2 separate regions of the Mus musculus genome follow, and region 1 is linked to region 2. Evidence: chromatin contacts called from public Hi-C data. All regions are on one chromosome and are shown on one strand. The core of a region is the stretch at or near the end of the contact, and the rest is flanking DNA. Distances in the headings are between cores, read along the strand shown.

The links. A called contact is a pair of places that touch in the nucleus more often than the background predicts.
Region 1: a contact with region 2 is called in a Hi-C map of the N1E-115 cell line, with 1.6 times the contacts expected there. The contact joins two enhancer-like sites. A contact is called at or near these places in 1 of 15 datasets of contacts at CTCF or cohesin (the NIH/3T3 cell line), 1 of 484 Hi-C or Micro-C datasets (the N1E-115 cell line) and 1 of 115 datasets of contacts at active chromatin or transcription factors (pancreatic cancer cells).

The regions. Positions count from the first base shown.
Region 1 is chr4:47,290,474-47,295,876 of GRCm38.p6, reverse strand. It overlaps Col15a1 (collagen, type XV, alpha 1), which reads right to left. Exons shown (of 40, transcript NM_009928.3): 25 at 3,504-3,557; 26 at 3,348-3,407; 27 at 2,629-2,697; 28 at 2,470-2,511. Gm52732 (a long non-coding RNA gene) reads left to right here. Exons shown (of 3, transcript XR_003955396.1): 3 at 1-2,121. Among named protein-coding and RNA genes, the nearest start is that of Gm52732, 10 kb to the left of the region's middle. Within about 2 kb of position 1,531, at least 146 of the 459 cell types and tissues checked have an H3K27ac peak or open chromatin away from gene starts, as enhancers often do. A contact at or near this core is called in the N1E-115 cell line, the NIH/3T3 cell line and pancreatic cancer cells, where this site is marked.
Region 2 is chr4:47,147,001-47,152,129 of GRCm38.p6, reverse strand. No RefSeq gene overlaps it. Among named protein-coding and RNA genes, the nearest start is that of Gm52731, 38 kb to the right of the region's middle. Within about 2 kb of position 1,914, at least 77 of the 459 cell types and tissues checked have an H3K27ac peak or open chromatin away from gene starts, as enhancers often do. A contact at or near this core is called in the N1E-115 cell line, the NIH/3T3 cell line and pancreatic cancer cells, where this site is marked.

The sequences.
Region 1 (5,403 bases), core at 282-2,781, 140 kb before region 2:
TTTCTGGCCAAAAATCTAAGCAGAAGGGAAACACAAGGCTTCCAGACTGCATTCGTGAGTGCAGCCAATGCTGAGTGTCTTGGCCTCCTTTCTTATCAATTAGGATTGGCTCACATGTGAGGCCAAGTGTCCAAGCCAGCTCTGAGCAAGTTCTGAAGCTGGGCCAATCGTCTGCTTTGCTACTGAGTGTAATCAGAGACAGGCATAAGGCACAGGTCAGGCAGCAGTGGCAGTGACAAATAGCAGGGTTGTCATTAGATTGGAGGGGCTTTTATGGACTCTTCATTAGGTGACAGGGGTCTGGAATCCAAGCAGTTCTGGATAACACTGTTCAACTGTCTTAGCTTCATTCCTTGTTACTGTGATTGGAAACCCTAGCGAAAGCAACTTGTGGGAGAAAGGGTTTATTTGGTTTACAACTCCAGGTTACAGTCCATCACTGCTGTGAAGTCAAGGCAGCACTGCATGGAAGCAGTTAGTCACATTAAATCCACAGTCAAGAGCAGAGAGCAATGAATTAATGTATGCACGTGAATGTCAGCTCACTTTCTCCACTCTTAGGCAGCTTAGAATCTCTTGCCTAGGGTATGGTGTCTAGTATAGTGGGCAGGTTTTCCTGTCTTGGCTTAGGTAATCTAGATAATTCCAGGCCAACCTGATCTAGACAACTCCTTATTGAGACTCTTTTCTCGGCCAATTTGATTTGTTCTATGTTGACAATTAAAGGTAACCATCTCACTCTGCCTCCATCTTTCCCCAGAAGATGCTCCACCTAGATCTGGGATCTTTCTGTGCTTGTAAGTGGGGATTGCAAGCTGCTTAGGGGTCATCATGAAAAGATATTGGGAAGAGGAAGGAACCTTCCAGAAAGAAAATCTAAGGACGACCTTTACAAGTGGTTAAGCAAGGTGGTAGGAGTATATAAACTGTCATGATGTTAAACTGATGAAACTGGAAGATGCTTGCGAAGTGCTGGGTGTGTTTCTGTTTGATAATGTCTACTTTGAGGGCCTCGTAGGAAACACCCATGCCTCCAAACGCTACGGTGTCCCAGTATGCCACAGGAAATTAAAACAAGACAAAACACGTTGAGCCTGGCATTGAGTTTAAGTCACTCCATAACTGCCCCACCATCCCCCGAGTGTAGATACCACACAGGGTTCCACTACAGGTTGTACAACTGCAGTATCATTCCCACAACAGTCTAAAGTTTGTGGTCTTCTGTCTCATACTTGGTGTGTTGGGATTGTTTGTGGGAGGTAGTAAGGAGGTGGGGCTCTGTGTTGAGAGGAGGGACCTTGAGCTCTGGGAAACAGTGGGACCTAGGCAGCCTCTGCCCTTGTATGAGGAGATGCAGTGTTTTCTTGGGGTATCTCCAGAAGCTGCACTTGCAGCAGATGCCTCGCTACAGTTATCTGGATAAACACGCCCTTGGTGCTGCTGTTGGGCTCACTTGGAGCTTCAGCCCTGTCCCCTGGGGGATCCCGCGCTCTGCCTTCCAGGCTAGCATGCTTGGACCGTGGGCTGCCCACATGGACGCCTCAAAGGTCAGATTTGGACATAGGCCTAGGCCAATACACAGCCAGCCGGCCTGCATCAGTTAGAGGCATCAGCGACCAGCAGCATTCCCATTCCCACGGGAATCAGTATAAGCCCACTTCAAAGAATATTTTGAAATGATCATCTGCAAACTCCAGAAAGCAGAGACCACGTCTGTCTAGGTCATTCCTGTGTTCCCCCCGGGGCCTAGCAAGAGTCCTTGGCACTGGGGAGAGCTCAGTAAATATTTACTGAAAGAATGAGAGAATGATTGCGCACAGATCCATGACTCATGCCTTGTCCCCGTGTTTCCTCACAGAAATAAATGTCTCCCTATGATACTGGCAAAATCCTACAGACGGTACTGCCAACTGCCTGGGGGAGGGGGAGGCTGGGCAAGGATCACAGTGCCTGCACCTGCTTCCTGGTCACCAGGAGATCTGAGCTGTGGTCCCAGCTGCCCCATGCTCCGTGACCTTGGGCTAACCAAAGAGCTTCTGTGGGTAGCTGTCTTCCCATGATAACTGGGAGAGATAACGCTTGCCTCTTGGGTAACTCAATCTTTGAGGAGGATGGAACTGAGTAGTTACAAATTTTAACCCCCAGTTCCCAGCTCAGAGGCCACGAGTTCCGGTCACTTCTTTTAGTTAAGAAGGAGTCTATTTTGCAATTTTATGCTTCTTCCGCCCCTGAGGCCAAATGTTTGTTTTACTAATAGACGACTCACTGTTAAAATAAGCCAGTGTGTGGTATTTCATTACCAGGGTCTATTATCTAGAAACTTCTAGATCTTTAAGGGCCTATATGTAGATAGATGATATCAGAGAGTAGACATACAGGAATGGAAAAGTGCCCAAGGCAAGATGGATCCGTTTCCTAAAACAGGCACTGGTACTTAGCCTGCTGCATGAAGACATGAGAGTTACTTACTGGTGTTTTGCAGTGTGGCCGGGCAGGTATTGGAAAAACAGCCTGTGGAAAGAGAATATGAGGGGTGAAGGCATCAGGAAACCTAGCACCAGCTGAGGCCAATCTGGTGCTCACTGCAGGGTCCCCAGGAAAGCTTCTCCCAACCCCATCCTAACTTACGCCTTTGATGTTAACCACAGCTCCAGGGGGCCCTGGGGGCCCTGGGGGTCCAGGTAGGCCAGGTGGACCCTGAAGGAAGAAAAGAAAAGCCGCTGCTGTGTTTAAGGATGTGGGAGGCAGCTACAGCATTTGCTACACACTCTGAGCTGGAAGCTGGGAGGGAGTAGCTTCCAGAGCACTCCCTCATCTGGGGCATACTGAAAAGGGTTGGTAAAGCATGCGGGAGACAGCTGGACAGCTATGCCGTCCTGGCTGACACCCACAAATAATGAGGCCCAGAGAAGGGATACAACCTGCTCAGAGCCACACAGCAGCTCACAGAGAACTGAAATTGGAACCCAGATTCTGGTTCCCGGAGCAATGCTCCGTTAAGATCTGCATTCCTGGGCCGTGTGTGGGAGCAAGGAGGGGGGACACAGGATGCATAGAACCCCTTTTCTTTCCTTCTCCTTTCTGTCTGGTGTCTGCATTGGGGAGACTGACACTCTTCAGCATGGGAATGGTCTAGGTGGGACACAGGACCCTCCTGAGAGTGAGATGGGGGGGAGCGGGGCTGAGTGTGTGCACCTCTGGAAGCAATGGAGGAAGAAAGAAAGCTTCCCTGAGCACACATTCTGCAGGCCCCACTCATTGAACTTCGAGGTACTGGACACTCTAACAGGATCTCGTCTGCACTGCAGCCCCAGGGCATGAGGTGCAGAAGTAGCCATGGTACTCACAGGCAGCGTGACCCCTCGATCTCCTTTGGCACCCTTGAGGCCATTCAGTCCTGGGCGACCCTGAGATACACACAAGATGCCTTAGTGAGCTCTTGCTGTGGGTCAGCTTTGCCACCACATGCCCCATCTTTTAGTCTGGGGAACACTGATACCTACAGGTCGTCCTGGGAGGCCAAACTCTCCTTTGTGTCCTGGTGGTCCTTTGGGTCCCTAGAAGCAAAACAAGCACCAGGCTAGCAAATGCCCGAAACTCAGAGTCCAGAGATAGGGGAGTGCTGGGACTGCTCTTGTAGGGAGAGCAGCAGGGACAGGATGAAGGGACATTGGCAATGGCCCTGGAGTACCCGCCTGCCCGGTTCCTGGTCTCCTGCCTCTCCTCACCTAGAAGCATTTGCTCAGATTTTCAGATCTCCCAACTTTTCTAAAGGCTACACAGCCAGGACCACCTCAGTCAGAACGGAAGAAAGAGCAAGAAGCCAGCAGCTTCGTGCCTCACGTGCCCAGGTGCTCACATGCTAGGCTGGCACAGAACATGGAGCTTTGCATTGGTCATTCATTCCAGGGTCCCCATGTCCTCTATTCTGAATCAGCTCTGCTCCTCCCTGTGCCAGTGTGCCCAAGAACAGGCTGGAGGATGGTAGTCTGCCCCACCCCCACCCATCTTGAAGCCCAGCCTCAGAACAATGCCTCGGTCCTCCTGTAGAGTCCCTGACCCACAGACCCTTCTCCAGTGATGGTTTTCTGGGTCCACACACTTCTTAAGTCACTGCCCTGATCCAAGCTCCTGGCAGGAATCACCTTGTCTACTGGAGCCTGAGGAATAGCAGCTATAATCATGTGCCCCTCTGCCCACCGCCATTACTATAGATAGCATGCCCTAAAAGATGCATTAAGAGAGGGTCAGCATGAAAAAAATCTCTGATATATATTACTCTCAGGGAAGTGAAAAGCAAAAGTAGAGGGAGTTTTCAGGGCATGGGTGGGCCACTTGGTAGGTGGTTCTCTGGAACATTCCCCACGTGCGCATGTACATGGAGTGTCCTGGGTCTCATGAAAGTGCAGATGAAGAGTGTCTGCGCTAGTATATGGGCCAGGGCCTGCCATTCTGCATTGTTACTAAGCTCCCAGGTGATGCTGGGGGGATGCTGATCCACAGACCACACTTTGAGTAACAAGCCTTAGCATTTTTGTAAAAGAGTCATAAGCTACACTGGTCTCTAGGGCCATAGTTAGCCCAGATGGAAGCATTATGCAAATTAAAAGGTGCCCTTATTGCCTGTGTTTGGCAAGCTGTGCACAAGCTGGCCTTCAGTGGGACACCCGCCATAGCCATCTGGAGCCTCCTGCTGGCCCCACTACTAACTGTTTGCATTTCCCATAGAACTGGAGGTTACTGAGTGGTTAACCAGTTGGGAACAAGACTCTCCCATCTGCCTTCACTCTCAGCCCATGTAGTCTATATTTGGTCTTTTCTGCCTGACTTCAGGGACTCAAAAGCCTCAGAAGGTTTCCTGAAGGATGTGCTTGGAACACATAGGCGTTCACTCACGTGCAAACCTTTCTCCCCGGGCCTGAGGTCCAGCTTCAGTCAAACAGATGCCATGTGAACTTTGACACTCACTGTGCTTCAATAGATAGATAGATAGATAGATAGATAGATAGATAGATAGATAGATAGATAGCAGCTTATCTCTCGGAGGTTGTGTGGAGGGGTGGAGGTGGGGGAGGGAGTCCCACCAGATACAGGGCATGGCAGGTTGGCCTCAAGTCTCCCACTTTCTTATGCATTACTTATCTTCTTTGAACCCCTGTGTCCTTGTCTATAGACTTGGGGGAGGGTCATGTGATTACACCAGAGGACTGTGAGGCTGAAAAGAGATGTCCCTTAGGAAGCTTACACAGAGCCTGACCTTCAGTCGTGAGCCACACCTGATCTTTCTTCATTTGAGGTAGTGTGTGTGTGTGTGTGTGTGTGTGTGTGTGTGTGTGTATGCTCAACAGGGAAGTTTAGAGTTCATTCTTAGAAGAAAGAACTCCAAAGTGTTCAAAAGTCCAA
Region 2 (5,129 bases), core at 665-3,164:
ACCCCTCCCCCATCCCGTGGGTGGATCTCGCTCCATGGCTTCAGGGTTTGTCTGAGCTCTTGGTTCCTAAACCATGACCTTGAGCTCAGGAGGCTGGACCTTCTCCCAGAACTCCATCCAAACCACTTTCCACCAACTCTGAGTGAGCTGGCCTTCATCAATCTGATATGAGGAGGAAAGCTAGAGAAGGCGTATCAGACCAGGAAGGAACCTTCTAGATTAATCATCAGCCACCCCTACTCCCCTCCACAATCACCATTCCTTGGACAAGGTCCAGAGCAGAGAAGGAGCCATCCCTGAGTCACCCACAAAGTAAACGAGGAAACAAAATATCAGATCTCTGTGTCCCGGTCCCTGAAGCACATGGAGCCTTACAGCCAATTATTTCTGTTGCAACATCAGCCTCAGTAACTCCAATCCCATTAAACAATCTCCCACACAATGAAAAGCAAATGGACTGGCCCTCGGCCAGCCCCAGGACAAGGGGCTCACTCTCCCAAGACCGTGCTGACAAAGTTACAGTCTCAAACCATGTTGAGAACAAGTCCCTCAGGCAGGCACTTTCTTTGTGGCAGAAGCTCAGCTCACTCAGGGTTGCCGCTGGGATTAGAAGAGGCTCGGGTTTCTGTAGAGCAAATCTCATGGTCTCATAAAACATCATGGTGGAAAGGGATTTTCTGTCACACAGGCAGTGCAGCAATGGCCTCTGTGGTGGTCCATTCCCTGTAAGTTAGCTAACCAACTAGTACTTGTTACACACCTTCAGTCTGCTACCCATACTGGGCACTGGGGCCTGGGTTCGAATCAAGCAGAAAATCTGCCCTTAAAAGCTCTCAGTGTCTTTGAAGGAAGACAAGGCAGAGAGATTCAGCAGAACACTGTGCTGATGCAGCAATGCTCTAGATTTGCTTTGGGGGCCAGAGAAGGCTCCTGTGTCCAACAGATGGTGGTTAAGTTGCACCTTGAAAGTTTCCAGTAGTCTAGGAGATGGGCTCTTGATCCCGATCACTCTGTCTCCACCTCTGAGCCATAAGGAGCAAAGGTGCCTGGTATATTTGTGGAGGGGAGAAAGCCAGAGGTAACAGGACACCACACTGAGCCATGTCCTATTGGGCAGTTCCCACTGGGGTCTCAGCCCTAAAAACTGGGCCTTATGGAATGGAAGTAGGGTCCTGTGTACTATCCTGTCTGAGGTCCTAGCTCCTGGCACGGTGCTTAGCTCAGTCAGCTCAGTGACTTTCCTCCACGGAATGGGTGAATGCAAAGAAGAGTTAATGATGCTGTAAACTCCAGGCTGCAGCAAGCACCATGCTGCATGCTTACCATACACCAAAAAAATAAAAGAAAGAAAGATAATGCTTAAGAACTTTATCAGTCATATCACTAATATCAATACCACCAGCCTGGGGAGATGAGAGGACTGGGCAGAGAGGCAAGAGATTATGTGTCTAAGTTCACATGGCTAAGAAGATGCTTAGCAAAGTTCAAACCAGACCACTGTCATTTGTGTGCCACCTCTCCTGTGTGTGCTTAGCTCCTGATGCTTCCACATAGAACCCCTACCTGCAATAATCCCCACCTCCTCCTGCAGTGGGAGGAGCCATTCGAGAAGAGATCTGGATCAATGAGGAGCTTTGATTATCAGATCCACATCAATCTAGGGAGGGTGGAAGTTTCCTCAGCCTAAAGGGTTGTGCCCAGGCTCCTTACAACACAGCATGAAGATGAGCTTCTCTGTGGACGCAGGCTGTGGCAGACATGCTGGAAAGTGGACCCTGCCATCTTCTCTGCTCTGTGCCCTTACAGGCAAAGCCAGACACTCCCCAAATGGCAAGAAAGGCAAACCCACAGGGATAATGCTTGTCATAGTCTCAAACATCTGGCTCTTTTCTGTGCTCTAAATTTGGACCAAGTAGACGTCCACTTCCTCCTAATCAAGATAAGCCCAGACCAAGGCCCTACACAATCCTGCTGGGTCACTTAATTGCCTTCCTCTTGGGAATCCTGAGCCAGCCGTGGGGAAATTTTCAGCTAAGACAAAGAATGGAGGTCAACCCCTTGTTGCATCCTAATGACTTTTACAGACCAGTGAGCCACGGGAGAGTCTATTCCAGTCAAAGGACCTGTGGGTTTTCTTTTCTTTTCTTTTTAAAGAAGAGACTGTATTTTAAGATTTTCCAGGTCATGGAAAAACAGACGCAAAGAACACCAGTATGACAGTGTTCCATCCCATTGTTGTCTAAATAAAGCCAGATCAAGTTCACTCAAGAGGCCAATTCTCTAAACCACCAGAAAGTGACCCTCTGAGAGTGGTGGTGGGACACATGCCACCTCGAGTCACCGCCCTTCTTGTGGCTGGTCACAAGTTTGGTATTAACTGTACTTTCCATTTTAAAACTTTCTTTTATTCTGACTATAAAAGTAGTACTTTTATAAAGTTACTGTTGAAACTTTGGAACATTAAGAGAAAACAAAGAAATGGATAATACAAAAAAAAATCCTTCAGCCAACTATTAGTGAATGTGACCTCTTTAAAAGACAAAAATCAAGATCACGGTGTATAAAGAGTTTAAATTTTTTCCACTTAGTGTTATCAATAGCATGATCAACTATGCTCAATACTCTCCAAATGTGTGCAATTCAAACGAGATAAATGATAGCAGATTTCTGAGTGTAAGTGGCTTGCCGCCCTGAGGACATTTTGGTAGTGTCCAGTTTCCTGAGGGATGATCTTAAAGAAGCATTTCTGTCTTAATGGCTAAGCATACCTTTGGGAATTGGGATCCCTAAAGGAAAGGAAGTGAAACCCTGAAGTTCTGATGGATATTCCCCAATCGCCTCCATCCTGTTTAAGAAGTGTCCACTGACCAACACAGGGCATTGAGTTCCAGGTACAAAGACACAGGGGTAGAGGCAAAGAACCCAGCATTTTGCCTGAGGGAACCATGACCTATTGCGGGCATCCCTTGTCCTTGCACCAGCTCTGGGTGAGAATGCTTGCCTCCCTAGCTTCTCTTTGACCCCATGGTCTTATTTGAGGGCCACCTGTTTGGTTCTGGTTTTGCTTTCGTTTTTCAAAGGTAGGGTCTCATTGAGCTTCAAAGTCAATGTGGAACTGGATTAAACTGGATCTCTCAGTTCAAAACACTTCCCAGCCCTTTCTGTCTCTCCCTCGAGGGCGCCTGGATCAATGCTCTGTGCCACCACACCCCACTGACAACGGTATTTTTATAAAATTAAGTCTCAGCAACTCAATCATTTTTAAATATCCTTTCACTGTTGTTTTTATTTGCTGCTCACTGATACCCTTTCCCAAGGGTTAGGAACTCTGCCTGTCCCTGTGTCTGTCCCTTTCCATGTGTCTCTTTCTTATGTAGGTGCATGTGAGACTAGTCTGCTCGTGTGCTTTTTGTTTTGAGACAGGGTTTCCTTATGTAGGCCCAGCTGTCCTGGGCTATGTAAACAAGTTTGGCCTTAAGTGTACAAAGCCACCTTTGCCTCCCAAGTGCTGGAACTGAAAGCATGAGCTGCTTCCCAGCTAGACTTTTCAAAATTATTAAGATGTTTGTTTATTCTCGTTTGCAAAAGCTTTTAATATAGTCCTTAGTTGTCACCTGGCACGGTTTTTAGATTATTTTTATTTTATGGGTATAAGAGTTTTGTCTGTTTGTATATGCATCACATGAGTGCAGAGCTCGTAGAGAGGCCGGAAGATGTCAAATCTCGTGAAAATGGAGTTACAGATGGTTGTGAGCTACCTTGTAGGTGCTGGGAACTGAACCCCAGTCCTCTGCAAGAGCAGCTCATGCTCTTAGCCACTGGGCCATCCCTGCAGACCCTCTGTTTGATATAGTTTACAAAAGTTTTCCATTTCTGTTTTGAGGTCTATGCTGCTTTCTGTTTTAGTTTCATCTTCTGTGGCTGTGATAAAATATCCTGGGGAGAAAACAACTTGGGGAGAAAGTGTTTATTCAGTTTAGAGCTTCAGGTTCAGTCCATCATTGTGGGGAGGCCAAGGCAGCAGAAACTTGAAGCAGTTAGCCCATCACATCCATAGTCAAGAACAGAGAGGAAGCCGGGCGTGGTGGTGCACGCCTTTAATCCCAGAACTCAGGAGGCAGAGGCAGGCAGATTTCTGAGTTCGAGGCCAGCCTGGTCTACAGAGTGAGCTTCAGGACAGCCAGGGCTACACAGAGAAACCCTGTCTCGAAAAACAAAACAAAACAAAAACAAAAGAACAGAGAGGAATAAATTCGATACTGGGCAAATAGTGTACCCTGAGATATCGTGGATATCTTTGAGCATACATATATTCTGTTTCATCAGCCCATATTCATTAATATAGAAACAACATTCCTTCCCCAACAAAATGAAAGTCCTTCCATGCTCAAATAAAATTAAATGCATATTTAGGCTCAGGTTCCCTTCTCCATTCTCACACAGTTCAAAATCCCCCACCTAGAGAATGGTGCTACTCACAGTGGTTTTCCTCCTTTAGTTAATGAAATCCAGATATTCCCTTACAGCTAAACTCACAGGCCAGCACAATTCAGACAATCCCTTACAGAGACCCTTCTCCTCCTCCTTGATGATGAGTCTCTATATATAGTGTTAAATTGATATTAAAACAATCCATCACAGTCCTTATCTGTCCCCCCTCTCGCCATCTGGAGCTTGGTATCAGATCTGACAGTGTAGGAGTGAACAGAAACAGACATGATCCCACACAGCATGGTTGGTCACTTAGTAACTCAAGTGAGCAAACATCCCTAAAGGAGAGGTGAAGCCTGGGGGAAATGGAAGGCAAAGATGTGGGAAGGTCTCTCAATGGCTAGAAGTACAGCATGCGTCTAGGTACAGCTTCTGAGAAACACAGGAAGGGACCTAGAAATGTCCTTAAGAAAAAGCCTCCAGGGGATACATGTGGTAGCAGAAGGAAGGGAAGAGGTTATACAAGCAGGTGATCTCCTAGAAAGCCTATCCTCAGGTGTAGTTGGGCCAGATAAAAAAAATCTCATAGTTCTGTGTGACCCTGCCTGTCCCCTGGGGATCACTGGCCAATATGGTCCTCGAGGACACTGAGAGCCGAGATGATGGATGGGGGGGGGGGGAGCAGCATTCCAGAAGCC